Linked DNA regions of Oryzias latipes: region 1 is linked to region 2. The links are chromatin contacts, called in public Hi-C maps. All regions are on one chromosome and are shown on one strand. The core of a region is the stretch at or near the end of the contact, and the rest is flanking DNA. Distances in the headings are between cores, read along the strand shown.

What was found. Hi-C and Micro-C count contacts between places; a contact is called where the count stands out from the background.
Region 1: a contact with region 2 is called in a Hi-C map of embryo, with 2.6 times the contacts expected there. The contact joins the enhancer-like site here to the promoter of LOC101161486 in region 2. A contact is called at or near these places in 4 of 5 Hi-C or Micro-C datasets (embryo and fibroblasts).

Annotation. Positions count from the first base shown.
Region 1 is chr7:23,792,319-23,799,260 of ASM223467v1, reverse strand. It overlaps LOC101161486 (arf-GAP with coiled-coil, ANK repeat and PH domain-containing protein 3), which reads right to left. Exons shown (of 25, transcript XM_023956873.1): 9 at 6,542-6,616; 10 at 3,167-3,178. Among protein-coding and RNA genes, the nearest start is that of LOC101161728, 25 kb to the left of the region's middle. Within about 2 kb of position 3,465, at least 1 of the 8 cell types and tissues checked has an H3K27ac peak or open chromatin away from gene starts, as enhancers often do. A contact at or near this core is called in embryo, where this site is marked.
Region 2 is chr7:23,737,883-23,744,482 of ASM223467v1, reverse strand. It overlaps LOC101161486 (arf-GAP with coiled-coil, ANK repeat and PH domain-containing protein 3), which reads right to left and starts at 4,629. Exons shown (of 25, transcript XM_023956873.1): 1 at 4,414-4,629. The coding sequence starts at 4,460.

The DNA.
Region 1 (6,942 bases), core at 2,216-4,715, 56 kb before region 2:
TATATTTCGATATTATTTTTGACAACTAAGGTAAACAGCCTGTATTAAAACAATTGTAATTAATGTATTAAAAAGCTATATTTATATAAAAACTGTACATTTCCCCTACTAAATATTCATTTAAGTGATTATGTGATGTTAAATAAGAGATGATTATCAATAATCCTGAGAAACAGAATGTAAATCCACAGCTGATCCTGTGTCAGTGTCGATCAATATAACGATGGACAAAAAGTGCATCAACAATCATCACGACAGCTTTGATTCAGCATCCATATTGGCAGAAAACGTGCAGAAAGAAGCATCTAAAGTTATGCACCCACCGAGCTGTGGTCACGCCAGCAACAGAGCTTCATTTTCAAGCGCTTAACGTGCTTCAGCAGCATGGAGAACCCCCCCAAAAGTCCGAATCGGCACGGAGAAAACGGAAATGTCAGATCAGAAGCAGGTCTTCCTGCTAAAAGCTGCTGCAGCCCAGAGAGGAATTCCTGCACTGACGCGTCCTCCCCCCCCTCCTGCCACCGCCACCTGCCCACCGAACTATGAACCTCAGGATTACAGCTAATTACCATACAGCTGCCAAAGATTGGCCAACAACACGGAGCTGCACCTGACCCAAAAACACAGCCGGGCTGCTCTGACTCTGCAGGGCTTGCTAAGGCTTAACAAACCCCCTGAAGTGGGTGGGAGTTTTTGCCCCCATGGTGACCCAGAAGGAATGTCTCTGGCCCTCCGCCTCAACCAGCAAACGCGCAACATTTACAGCTGCCAGAAAAACTAAAGCTGAAATGCGGCTTACCTTCTGGAAACACCGAAACAAACTGAGCATCTCTCCGGCGAACGACAAGGATCATCTATTTTTCATCAAGGGACGTCACACAGGCAAAAAAAATAAAAAAGTGAACAAGTGTGAATTATTGAGCAGGCTTCAGAGCGGGCCAATCTCTGCGCCGCAGCAGAAGCAGGAAGGTGCGTCAGAACAGTCGCAGCCGAGCTCACTTCTTAGCAGTGATTACTAAATCTGCTCGTCAGTGCTCCTCCGTCACCTTCCGGGTCCTTCTGTGCCATCATCCCTGCAGAATTTGTCAAACGCCTGCCAGACATCTGCTCCTCTACCTTCCAGCTAATCCCCCATGGACCTGCTCAACCCAAGCTGCGCTTCCTCAACACCTTCTCCTCCAAGACGGACACATCCGGCCCACAGCTGACTGAGGTATTCCAAAAAGACCACAAATCATTGAAAAAGAAGATCTGCCGTCTGCGCTCCGGTGTTGACGGATCCGTCAAAGATATCAGTTCAAAAATATCTGGGCCATCTCAGGCTGATCACAGGAAGTTTGAAGACTTTCACTTATTCTGCTTTGAGAGGATCAAGAAAATCCACCAGAGAGAATAAATCAGCCAAGAAGATAGATTTATACAATTATATCAACTTTGTTCAGGAATCGTGACGCCACAAATATTCACAGTATTTTCATTGCACTTTGCATATTCATTTGTTTTATTGCCCCTAAAATGTCAGATATAGTCTCAAAGGTGAACATTTTTCACCGTAAGGGTTCCCCAAAAACTAAGAATCAACAAGAAACAACATGTAAACACAACCCACAACGTGCAAAAAAGTTAAAGGTGTTAACTAGATCTGAATGTTTTCCACATTGTATCTTGTTTACTGTCCCGTTAACTTGCATCAAAAGGATTTTTGACTATAAATGATTAAAAAAATGGCAGTTTATTGATAACATTGTAAAAAACAGAACCAGAACAGAAACCGTGTGGCATTTTAAACTTCTTTAGAGCTAATCAGCTCTGGTTGTAAGTGTTTAAGGAAAACTTCTGCCTGAATAAAGATCTAAAATAAAAAAGGAAACGTTTCTTTTTAATTTAGTTTGAAAACAGTTTATATCTTAAAGACTATGAAAAAATAGTGTTTTTAACATGTTCTGGTGGCATTTTTCTAGATGATGGATGACAAATATGAAGAAAAGTAAGCTCAAAATTGCATTCCTGATTATTTCTTAATTCGGATTTTAGTAAATCAGGAGCAGACAAAAACAAAAAAAACAGTTCTTATTTGTGATGTAAAAAATACACTGGGTGGGCCACACACCCCCTGCACTCCACTCTCAGTAGCGGGAAGGGGAAAGGGGGATGGGGTCGCTATGTGCCAACAGTCCTGCCCACAACTGCTGCTCTGCAGAAACTAGGTCCTAGAAAAACGACAAAGGTTTTTTTTAAATTTAGACTAAAAATCGCATAATCATGTTTAATGCTTTGAAAATAGATTAAAAGAGGATCAGAAGTAAAACTTTTGAATGCATTTAACGCTAAGCTTTGGGGTAAAAGCAGCAGCAGGTCACTGCAGAGCCACAGTGGAGGTGGATCTGGAGCTAAAGGCAGAGTTACTCTCTGAACAGCACTTCTCCATTAAAGCAGCATTTAAAAATGAATAACTTTGACGGCAGAAGATTTGACTCTGGTTTCCACTTGCTCTGACTGATGACTGGATGCCTCTCCTGTGCTCCTCTAGTTAGCATATTTTTACATGAACAAAGACCTTTATGGTGAAGCTGCATGAGAGCAGTTTTAGGATACGTGAGTTGTAAATTATGGAGAAATTTTTTTCCTTCTCGCAAATTTTAAATTAAACCATTGAAAGCCTTAAAAAACAGATATTTTGATGAAATCCCATTTGTGTTGTTGTGACTTTATTTCAAAAACATTTTATTGCTTTGCGTCAGTCACTTTTTTATCAATTACGTTTGTTTCATTGCAAAATGTCCTCAAATTCTGCCAGATTCTCTATATGTAATGTTTTTTCTCCACTTTTTACTAACTTTACTTTTTAACTTTTATAAAAGTGCAATTATATACGATACAAATCTTAGAACTTAAATATTTATACGGGACGATATTGATGTATAGAAGTATAGAGCAAGTAGAAAAAAGAATATTAGACACAAATAAAATTTTTCATGTCAAAAACTTTAGTAAAGTTTTCTACTCCTTAGAAAAGACTTTTAACACTTAAGTGAGACTTTTAGTACGTTTAAGTAAATTTATTATCTCTTCTAAAGTCAAGTGATTAATTTAGGATGCAAATGATGGATGAATGGATCCGGTTCTTGAAAAAAAGAGACATTCAAACAAAAAGCAGAGTACTGACCTGCAGGAGGGTCTGGAGGAAGACCAGGCCGTTGGAAACATACAAAAAAAAAAACAGAAAAGAAAACAGAGTTAGAGTCTTGTGCAGCAGAATGTCTTCACCCCCAATGATCTGATCATCTTTCAGGTCTGCAGCACCTCTCATCCCCTCTCCTGACTGGACTTCCACCACAGCAGAAACCCTCACGACAAGCTCCAGCTCGCGCCCTCACACGTTTACCACGACATGCTCCCCACCCCCCTGTCAGACTGTAAGGAGCGTCTCCCAGATCCATAACTGGCCACAGAGAAAACCACCACACTGCCTGGAGGGGAAACGTTAAGGGCGAGCGGTCTGACAGATGGCCGCTGATCCCGGGGTACAGGGGAGCCAGACACCAGCCCACCCAAATTAAGGCTTTGTGAATTATTAAACATGCTATCCGGTGTACAGACACGGATGCTGCTTGGATATGATGGGTCATGTGATACGTCCATTTTTTTTTTTTTTAATGTTCACACTGTGAACAGTTAAAACATGAATGCTCTTTGTCAGAAATTCAATTGCAGCTTCTAACCAGTGAGATGGATAAGCTCAAAACACTGTCAGGTGTTGAGCTTATGAGCTTCAATGCCTCATTTGTGAAGAATAGCAGAAAAAGTGTGTGGAGCAAAGGAAAATAGCCCCCTAAACAATAGTTTGAGTTACTGTTCCTATGGTTTCACACTGAGCAGTTTGGTCTAAAGTTGAAACTGCCCTTATATGGGTGGATACGGGCTGCATAATAGGCAGACCTGTACGCAGGTGGCCCTTCTGTGAGCCTGCTGTGAGCAACACGTCATGGCAAACACTGATGCAACATAAGTAAGGAGGAAGTAGGCGAGGCAAGGCGTGTCACACAGATTTTCCATTTTTTAACCCCCCAAATCTTGGGGACTGAGCAAAGAGAACAATTGTGCTGTTCATTTGATGAATGTGGGTTCCTTGAGTGCAGCCTGACTGTTAGAATTTAGGAAATGAGACAACCAGAGCGTAGTTGTGTGCACTACTTACATTATTCTAACAAATCCTAAATAATCCATGTACCACGCGCAGGATAATGGTACGTTCCATTTTCTAAAGCCGCGTGGAGGACTGTGGGCTGCAGCCTGCAGACCACCACTGACATCTACGAGACCAGATGCAGGAAACGAGCGGCCCGCACCCTGAAAGACCCCACTCACCCCTCTGTTCTCCCTGCTCCCCTCAGGCAGGAGGCCCCCCACGGACAACTTGCTAAATCTCTGTGCAATAACTATAGGACGGTGCAATAATCATGGGAATTATTACTGTTATATATTCTCCTCTGTGCAATATTCAATAGAAATCATAATTTATCACATTGATATGTCTCTTCCTGTCTTTCACTGTAAACGCCTGGCCTGGGACCAGAGAAACAAATTTCGTATTATCCCTGTGAAGAAATGACAATACAAGAATCCTGAATTTTAATGAAGTCTCTTGAGGTGGCCGTACGAGCCTCAAGGGGACAGCAAGACACACCTGAGCTCCTTTTAAGATGCGGTCGCTCTTCTCTACAAACAACCCTTCAAGGGCCCAAACAACCCAAAAACCCACGGCACTCGTACAGTTGAACCCCTGGTTTGGGTCCATGTCTAAGACTTAAGCTAACAGGTCATCCAATCACTTAATATTTAATTTATGGAAGCATAAATTTAAAAAAAATGTCCACAATAAAACACATTTCTTCCCACCTCCTAAGGGCCGGTTTATATGCTAACGGGATTTCTAATGGCTCAGGTGGGATCGGTCGCAGGGCCATCGGAGCGGGATCGCCCGATCGCTGGGAAACATGACACCTGCTGATGACATCAGCCACGACTGTAAATTTTTGGCCGTAGTGCAAATCGCCTCATTTAACTTGAATTTGAGCAAGCGATGACGAAATAAATTCTGTCCAGAAAAGTGTCTTTTTAACACTGAGGATGATGAAAACGTAACGGAAGAAGTAAAAAAAAACAACCTAGATTTACAAATGGATAGAAAATAGAGCAAGTAACTGGAAAGATTTATCCTTATATCTCTTATGTTGCAGCACTGAAGAATGCAATTTTCTTTTACTTTTTATTTACCATGATTTAACTCAGCCTGACAATACATAAAAACACTAGATATCATCCAACAGTGTTTTTCATCTCATATCTTAGTATAGATTTATACATGCAAACACTTAAAACGTTTATTTCGGCAGCACAGAGCTTTTTTCTTATCTCAACAAGCACTTTTTATTGGCAAACACTGTTTAAATTCACTAATTATATTGATATAGTGATAAAATAAGTAATTCATGTCTCATAAGCCAATTCTAGAGTACACCAAACCAAAAAGAAATTCATATGTTTTACATGGAGTCCTTTGGAATTGACAAAAATGGTTAAAAAAAAACTATTTGTTGCATTAAAATTCATTCCAGCAGTTTTTTTTACATTCTTTTCAGCCTCTATTATTCTTTCAGTACACATTGAAAATAAAATGTTTCAAATAGAAAGCTGCTTTTCTTCCATCATCTACTTTGATGGTTTCGATCCACTCAGACAGAAATATTTGCAGTCAGCACTTTGAAGGTCTGCTAAGGCTCCGACTTGTGCTGACGGCTGCCATCCTCAGACGTCCGCAGCATGGATTAGGAAAAACACTTAGTTCCACCTGATTTACAGCTTATCAATGTGTGGCTTTTGTTAGGGAGATTAATCAAACACCTCCGAGCTGCGCGGGTCTAATCCCTCCCCAGTCACGACAGAAGGACCGAGCGGCAAAACAGACCGCCGTTTATTTACTTAGACTTCATAAAGCAAGAGACGCGCCGTGATCAGGGGAGATAAAGCTCTGCCAAGGCCTGGACAAAAAACGTTTTTAAATTAGAGAAAGAAAATGTTGAAAAAATGTAAGAATTGGGATCATACTGACTTTTGGGAAGATCAAATTGATTGCGATAAAACTACAAAAATACAGACATGTCCCTCATTACTACAAAAATGAACCAAAAAGGCAAAGTACCACATCATGTTACAATAGCAGAAACGGAACAACTTATTTTCTCCTTGTTTTCTTTAAACATGCAGAAAAGTGAGATAAAAAACAAGAAAGCCGTGCTTTGACAAATCTGACTTTATATAATCATATAAACTACTGAAAAGTAAAGAATTTCTGTTGGATTTTATGCGTGAATATTGTCATCTGACTTTAGTTAAATGACAGGAGATTACCATCAAATGGACAAACTGGACAAATTTTATTTTTTTTACTAAGTGACACAACAGTTTTTATACTTTTAATATATATTTATATTATTATACATATATTATATATTTATATATATATGATATCACAGCTTACCCTCTGCTGGATGGTGGCGTGTTTGTGCTCCATCTCCCTCTTCTCCATTGCCGAATCGATCACCAGCTGATCCAGCTGAAAGGCACAAAGGGGGACATGTCTGACGTGTGCTGGACGACGGACAGTGACGCTGCAGAGCCTGAATGATTGGCAGCAGCTGGCCCTGAATCCTTTTTCCACAGCCGCCAATCAGTCGCTGGCTAACGAAGGATTCAGTGCTGCAGTGAAAACCGGACTGCCGCACAGCCAAACGGTGCACACGAGCGGGACTTCATAGTTCTCTAACCTGCTCGTACATCTAGTTTCCACCATCTTTGTTCTTTAATCTTTGCAATAGTTCTTAGAGTCCACTTCCTGTTCCAGTTCTGAGGGCAGACTCCTTCCCTATCTGGAAAACTATG
Region 2 (6,600 bases), core at 3,380-5,879:
CTCAAAAATATTCACTTTAACCCTTGTGCTAAATTGTGGGGTCCAGATGACCCCACTCCCAATGTTAGAGTGCCTTGGACAGCACAAGGGTTAAGTTATTCCAACATCATACGGTAACATAACAAACACATTTCCTTGGTTTAAAAAAAGGAATTTAAATAAAAAATATGTTATTTCTACAACCTTTATTGAGCATATCATTTTAAACTGCATTACCGCATTGTCTTTTTAAAAAACATTTCTTTATCTGAATTTACAAACAAAATCGCTATATAAGCATATATCGTTACGGTATAAAATTAGTCATCTCAGGTTATGAATTTTGCTCATATCGCCCAACCCTAGGCATCCCCGTGACAAACGCTGAGATCAGTCTGCCCTGATTGAGTCCGACGGCTCTAATTGGGGGTGACATAACAGCAATAGTCATCACATGTAATCACAAGTTTCTTCCCTCAATCATGGTCTTAGTGGATGCTTGTACCAAAGCTTGCTCAATATCAGAGGGTCAGCTGTCAACAATGACACATGTTGATACATTTAACCAGGCCGTGACAACACTTTTATTACCAGATTTAATGGAAGACCGGTTGTTGTTTTTTTATAGACAAGTATTTATGTTGTTTTGATCATTTATTTTGCTACAAAAATAATAATACAGACTAAATATATGAGTTTGCTGTGTTTCTGATTATGACTTAGCAACAGTTGTTCTCCCTCTATCTCGTCCCCTGAAATGATCTTGGTTTGGCCTATTTGTAGGGTGGCGGGTGGGAGTTCACTAATCAGTTAACAGTCTAGAGAAAGCAACAACAAAAAACTCATAAGATGTGTCTTAAAGAGCACTACTTTTTAATTTATGTATTATGTTGCTAACATAGGCCTAAGTTGACTATTAATAACAAAAAAGATTTATTTAGCAAAAGTACCAAAATTGTTGCCCTTGGTCCCTCCATCAAAGATGTTTTCAACATGCAAACATTTAATCAGTGTGCAGTCTGATTCCTTTTCATTCTAATATTTTGTGGAAAAGCTTAAATTTGGACTTCCTGGTTTAAAAGGTGGATGGAACGAATGAACTACAAGTGTGCCAAGTGTGTAAAATTGCTTTCCAAAGTCAACCAACTGTTGCTTTATTGAACTTCCAAAACGTCATGCTAAACAGGTTATTCTTTTCATAACAGTACTGCAGATGAATTGGCTCCTCTGTTTGGTGACGTCTTGTGGCATATGTGTCTGGATACGTTCCTTTTGCCAAATATCCTATTACCTTTGGCTATTATAACTTGTTTCTTACAACAACAAAAAAATATGTGCACAAATTAGTCTAATGAAAAAGGCTGCCGGTAAAAACAAAATATGTTCGGCCACATCACACACAAATGTTCCCTGGGGGAACCCTGAGGCCACAGTTGTAACGGATGATAAATGTTCCAACTTGTTTATCGTTTCAGCTTTTCCTTTAACCTCAAAGACTTCCAATAATGTCACAGGTGAAGCACAACCATTGTTCCGTTTTTTTCCCCCTCAAAATTTGTCTGACCTGAAAAAGTGAAAAAGCAGCATTCCTACAATTCATAACTTCTAAAACAATCAATGTTTCAATAATTTCTCCAATAAATGTACTAAAGGAACCCCAGCTTGATCTGGGTTTTGCTATGTCTGGGCGGCTTCAGGAAAACCTTTTGAAGAGACTTTTCTCTTCAAAGCAATCGATCAATAAGTGGTCAGACAAACAGAAAGGAAGACCCTTGAGAGCACGCCGCACATCTGTGTTCCTCCCTTATTTCAGGAGCGTGGGAAACCGTTGTGAGTGCGATGTTGATCCTCGCAGTTAAACACTTGATTTTCCTGCTTTCCTGCAGCCATCCACCTCCAGCGTTTTTACGCAACAGTCCACGCGGCCGTGCTTTCAGCTCTACAAAGGAGCTGAATGAATGCACTCTGAAAACAAGGTAAAAGGCTGCATTGAGCTCTACAACATCCGTTTGCCGTGTGTTTTAGCATCCTGGGCAAAAAGATGAATGGAAATTGGAGGTTAGCTCACTTGTGAGAATGCCTCTCTGTTTAGCAAGAGAGAAAATCTGAACAGCAACCGTTTTGATTCTAGATTTCATCTTTTGTGTCTTTAGCATGCAGTTTTTTGGGCCTTTGCTGTGATGTTTAGCAAAACAAGGACGACTGAATGATGTGGTTTTTTTTCTCCAGCTGCAGATGTTGTTGAGATGCTGCTGCCAAGTCGGAAAGTCTTTGAAGGAGGGAGATGTTTTATCAGCAGTGTTGGAAAGTAACTAAATATGTTCACAGAGCCAGAATCCAAACTTCACTGTACCTTTTTTTTCCTATACAACAAATAAAATCTGCTTGAAATGATAGAATACAAAAATGAATAAGTGTTAGTCAAATGTCAAGCGGTATCAATAACCACTGAAATGCACTTTATAAAACGAAATAAAAAATGATCTTAGAGATTCCTGGAACTCCTCTCACTGCTGGACTACAGACCCAAGTTTAGATGTGGGTGTAGAAAATCCCTGATTTATTTTTGTAACCTTTTGCTCAAGCCAGTTTAAAGTTTTGATTGAATCAGTGGGAATCTTTGTTTTTTTTTCCCATAATGCTTTGGTTTTCAAACTTTTGTTTTTTTATTCAATCCCCTGTCAATTAGTTTTTAGCCAAATTCCCCATAATCCCCACATCATCAATACCAAACATATCAAAAAGGGTTTGAAGCACTAAAACACCTTTTTTTTTAAAGAAAAGAAAAAAATGTTCTTTAGGGATAGGACATTTTTGTCTGAGGAGACCAGCACTGAAACCTGTTTGTGTAGTTTACTAAAGTTCCAAATGTCACGACTTAGAATTTTGAGAAAAAAAATATGGAATAGAGAAACAAGAAACTTTTAAGGACTATGCTGTACATATAATCTTTTTTATATCTTTTTTATTTATTTAGGCAAGTAAAGACATTTATTTATTGAACTTTTAATTTACTTTTAGCATCCTCAATGTGAAAACAGAATAAATGTATCGATAAAAAATAATCAATTTATAAACTTATTTAGTGGAAATGTGTGTTAAATAACAATTTTAGGGACTTTTTAAATCCCATTTTAGGCACTTCAAAACTATTTTCTAAACTGTGATTTAAAATAGGTTTAAGTCAGATGAAAATCATGTTTTAATTTCAGTTTTTGACATTTTTCTTATGAAAGAGAAGAAATGCAATAAGAAATCATTTCATTTTTGCATTTCTGAGTATTTCTCCTTTTAAGTCGCTGTCAATCAAATTGCCAGGCAACAGCCCAGGAGGGCATGTTCAAGCTCCCTGATCTGCCCCGTCCAACATACACAAGCTCTGGGGCAAGGGCTGTGTTCACCACACATATATTAATTGCCTCCAAGGCTGGATTTTGTTGTTGGTTGCACATATTTAAAACGAAAACTAAAGTTAAAGTCTCAAATGTCTTCTCCACATTTGTGATCTCTCTCCGACTGAGTTTGAAGGCAGAAAGGGTCAAGCTAGAGACAAGAATAAAACCAGAGGACTTTTTTTATGATTGAAAATATCGAAAACGTTCTGGAGGCCCGAGCAGGCTGGCTCCCCATCCCGCAGTGGGTCTGTCCAGTATGTACCCATTACCGGCTCGGATTACTGTTGGGTGATTTGGTTCAGACGGTCCCGAATAGCGTTCGGTTTGAACGCAGCTTAACCGTAACCTGTAATAATCTTAACACTTCCTCTGGGTCCGTGCGGCCAAGAAGAAACCGTTCCCCTTTCTTTAAACTTTTGAGAATGGAGACTGTCAGTCTTGCCCCCGCCGAGGGCGTGGCTACTCAGCTTATCAACAATGGCCACGCCCATTTAAACGGGGATTTTGGAGAGGCTTCATATAGACATGAAATGTGGCTTTTTAAGACATTTAGGTTTGTGGGATTTTGGTTTAAACTTTATAATCCTCATTAAAACACAACCAGAAACGTTTTTATTAATAAAATATCATAGGGAGACTTTAAGGAAAATGTCCTCCTTCTTATTAACACTGATTTTTATGAAAGTAATAAAAGATTTCAGAACATTAACTGGGTCTTTTGATAAGCACAAGAGATCTGAAGTGACCTGCCAGGACCCCAGTGTTCATGATGGGATGTAGTGTAGTAGGACAGTTGTAACAGACGGTGATAAATCTTTAAATATTGTAACCTCAATCTTTCTGGATGCGGCTCCAAATCAGACCACGTGACTCGCATTGATCGTGTTCCCAGTTTTTAAAATGCGCATAAATCAGACAAACTCTCATCGAACAATCCATCCCTACACGAGGCGTAACTCAGTCAGAAAAGGGCGTGTTTGTTTTCATCAGTGATCAACAGTTCGGCGGTATAGGTTAGAGTTTTGTCTGCCTTTCTCACCTAAACCGGGGGGAATCCTTAATGCAGTCCTCAAAGTCAACCGTCATGTTTGGACCGGAGACAAGTACCCGCGCGCTCAGAAAGCTCCTCGCATCTCCTTATGTGTGGACGAAAGCTGATGTGGAAGTATCCGACTGATAGAGAATGTCCTCCGTTCCCGACCCCTCCTGCCCCGGCTGTCTCCACTCACCGAGTCCCGCTCTGTCTGGTCTGCGCGAGCCGCTTCCCTCCCTACACATCCCCTCTGCTGCCTTCAAGGTCTCCTATTCAGCTCGGATTTTATAGAATCTCAGGTGAAACCTGGCAAACGTGTGATAGAAATCACTGGATTCGGTGAAAACAGAATGATCTAGAAAGCTCGATATTTTAGTTCTCAATCTTAACTTTTTTATATTACCACCAAAATCTGCAATTTTGCAACAAGGTCAAGATTTTATTTAATTTAATCACAACTTCTATATATTTGTTTCAGTTTTTTACTAAGATTTTCTAATGTATTGTTTTACACAACTAACCAAAATAATAATAATAATAATATTGATTATAAAGATAGGAGGATGAAGAATAAACAGTAACAACTTTCCATACATTAATTTAGTTTATTTATTTTAAGATTATTTAAGCATTCATGGAACATTGATATCTCAACGATCCAACAACTCCCATTTCCAAAGATTTTTGAAAGCAACATTGGTGACGTGACGTCACGGCCTTGTAGTTTTTGAATAGAGCTGAAAACACGGGGATTGTTCTGAATTATCACCTTAAAGACTCAGCACTCCTATGAAAATTGTGCTTTTTGCTGTTTTTAACGTGTTATTGTTGCATTTTTCTGATGCTGGGGGACATGTAAAGATAAAATTAAGCTAAACATTGCATTTCTGAGTATTTCTTTTATTCAACTCACTGTGAACTAGGAGCAGACAAATGAAATGCAGTTGGAAAAAGCTCGGATTTGTGACGTAGTAAATATGTTGGGCGGGCCTAAAGCTCCCTGATCCATTCTAATGCATCCACCTGTTGACCAAATCCATCTACGTCTTTGTCTTTCTCGTCTGAGCTGGCATCTGGCTCAAAACTGTACGACTGAATAGCTCTGATTAAGCTCACCATTTTTGTTGCACCGGTAATGTTAGGCTGGGGGTGTGGGGGAGAGCATGTAAACAGAGAGCTCTCAGAAACGGGGAGGGTAAGTGGGGGCGGGTTTACTCCGCGCCAACAGTCCCACCCTCAATTTCTAATGAAGCACTGCCGCTCTGCAGAAACTATGTAAAACAAAGTAGATCAAAAGGTGATCAGAGTGTGACTTTAGAGGGATAACATGAAAGAATGGATCAAAATAGCAGGTGGAATGCAAACCTGGTGAAGACCTTCAAAAACTCTTCGACCCTGGCCCACTTCAAAGCGAGGGTACCAGTCTATCTGTAAATGAACCCATCTACCTGAGAGTAAATGCCCCCCCGGGTATGAAGTGAAACAAACAGGAATAAATGACCTGTGGATCACAAGACCACAGAAAAAACAAAAAACCTAAACCTGAATGAGTGCAAATCACATCTAATAATACAATAAAAAGAAACACGTGGGTAAATACGGTGCAGAGAAAAGCTGCAAACAAAACAAAACATTTTTTGAACTCTTGTGCTTTTTTTTGTATTGAGATATACACAACCTCTGAAAAATAAGGGCAAAATACCAAAAAGTCTTGACTTTCAACAGAGATAAGACAGACTACATGACAGACTACATAGTGAACCAAATAACAGACAAATATACATGGATCCAAAAGAAAGAATCAGAATCCGAATCTTTTATTATCATTCTGCAGTGCACATTGAAATTTTTTCCATCAACTCTCTTCCAACAATATAAAAAGGTAGAATTAAATAAAATAAGGATAAAATAAGGAATAAAATAAGGAAAGAAAACTCAACTCAACTTTATTTATATAGCACTTTCATTCAACAGTAGTTGAGACAAATTGCTGAACACAATAGTAAGAGACAAACATTAAAACATGTTAAGGGGGGAGAAACACAGAGGGAGATAAAACTATAGAAAACAGTAAACAGTTAGAAAAACAGTGGTCTCATATTGGGTTAAAAGCCAGGGCATAAAAATGGGTTTTTAAACGGGTTTTGAAAATGGACAGTGAAGGGGCTTCTTCTGAAAAGACTATTTTAGTCT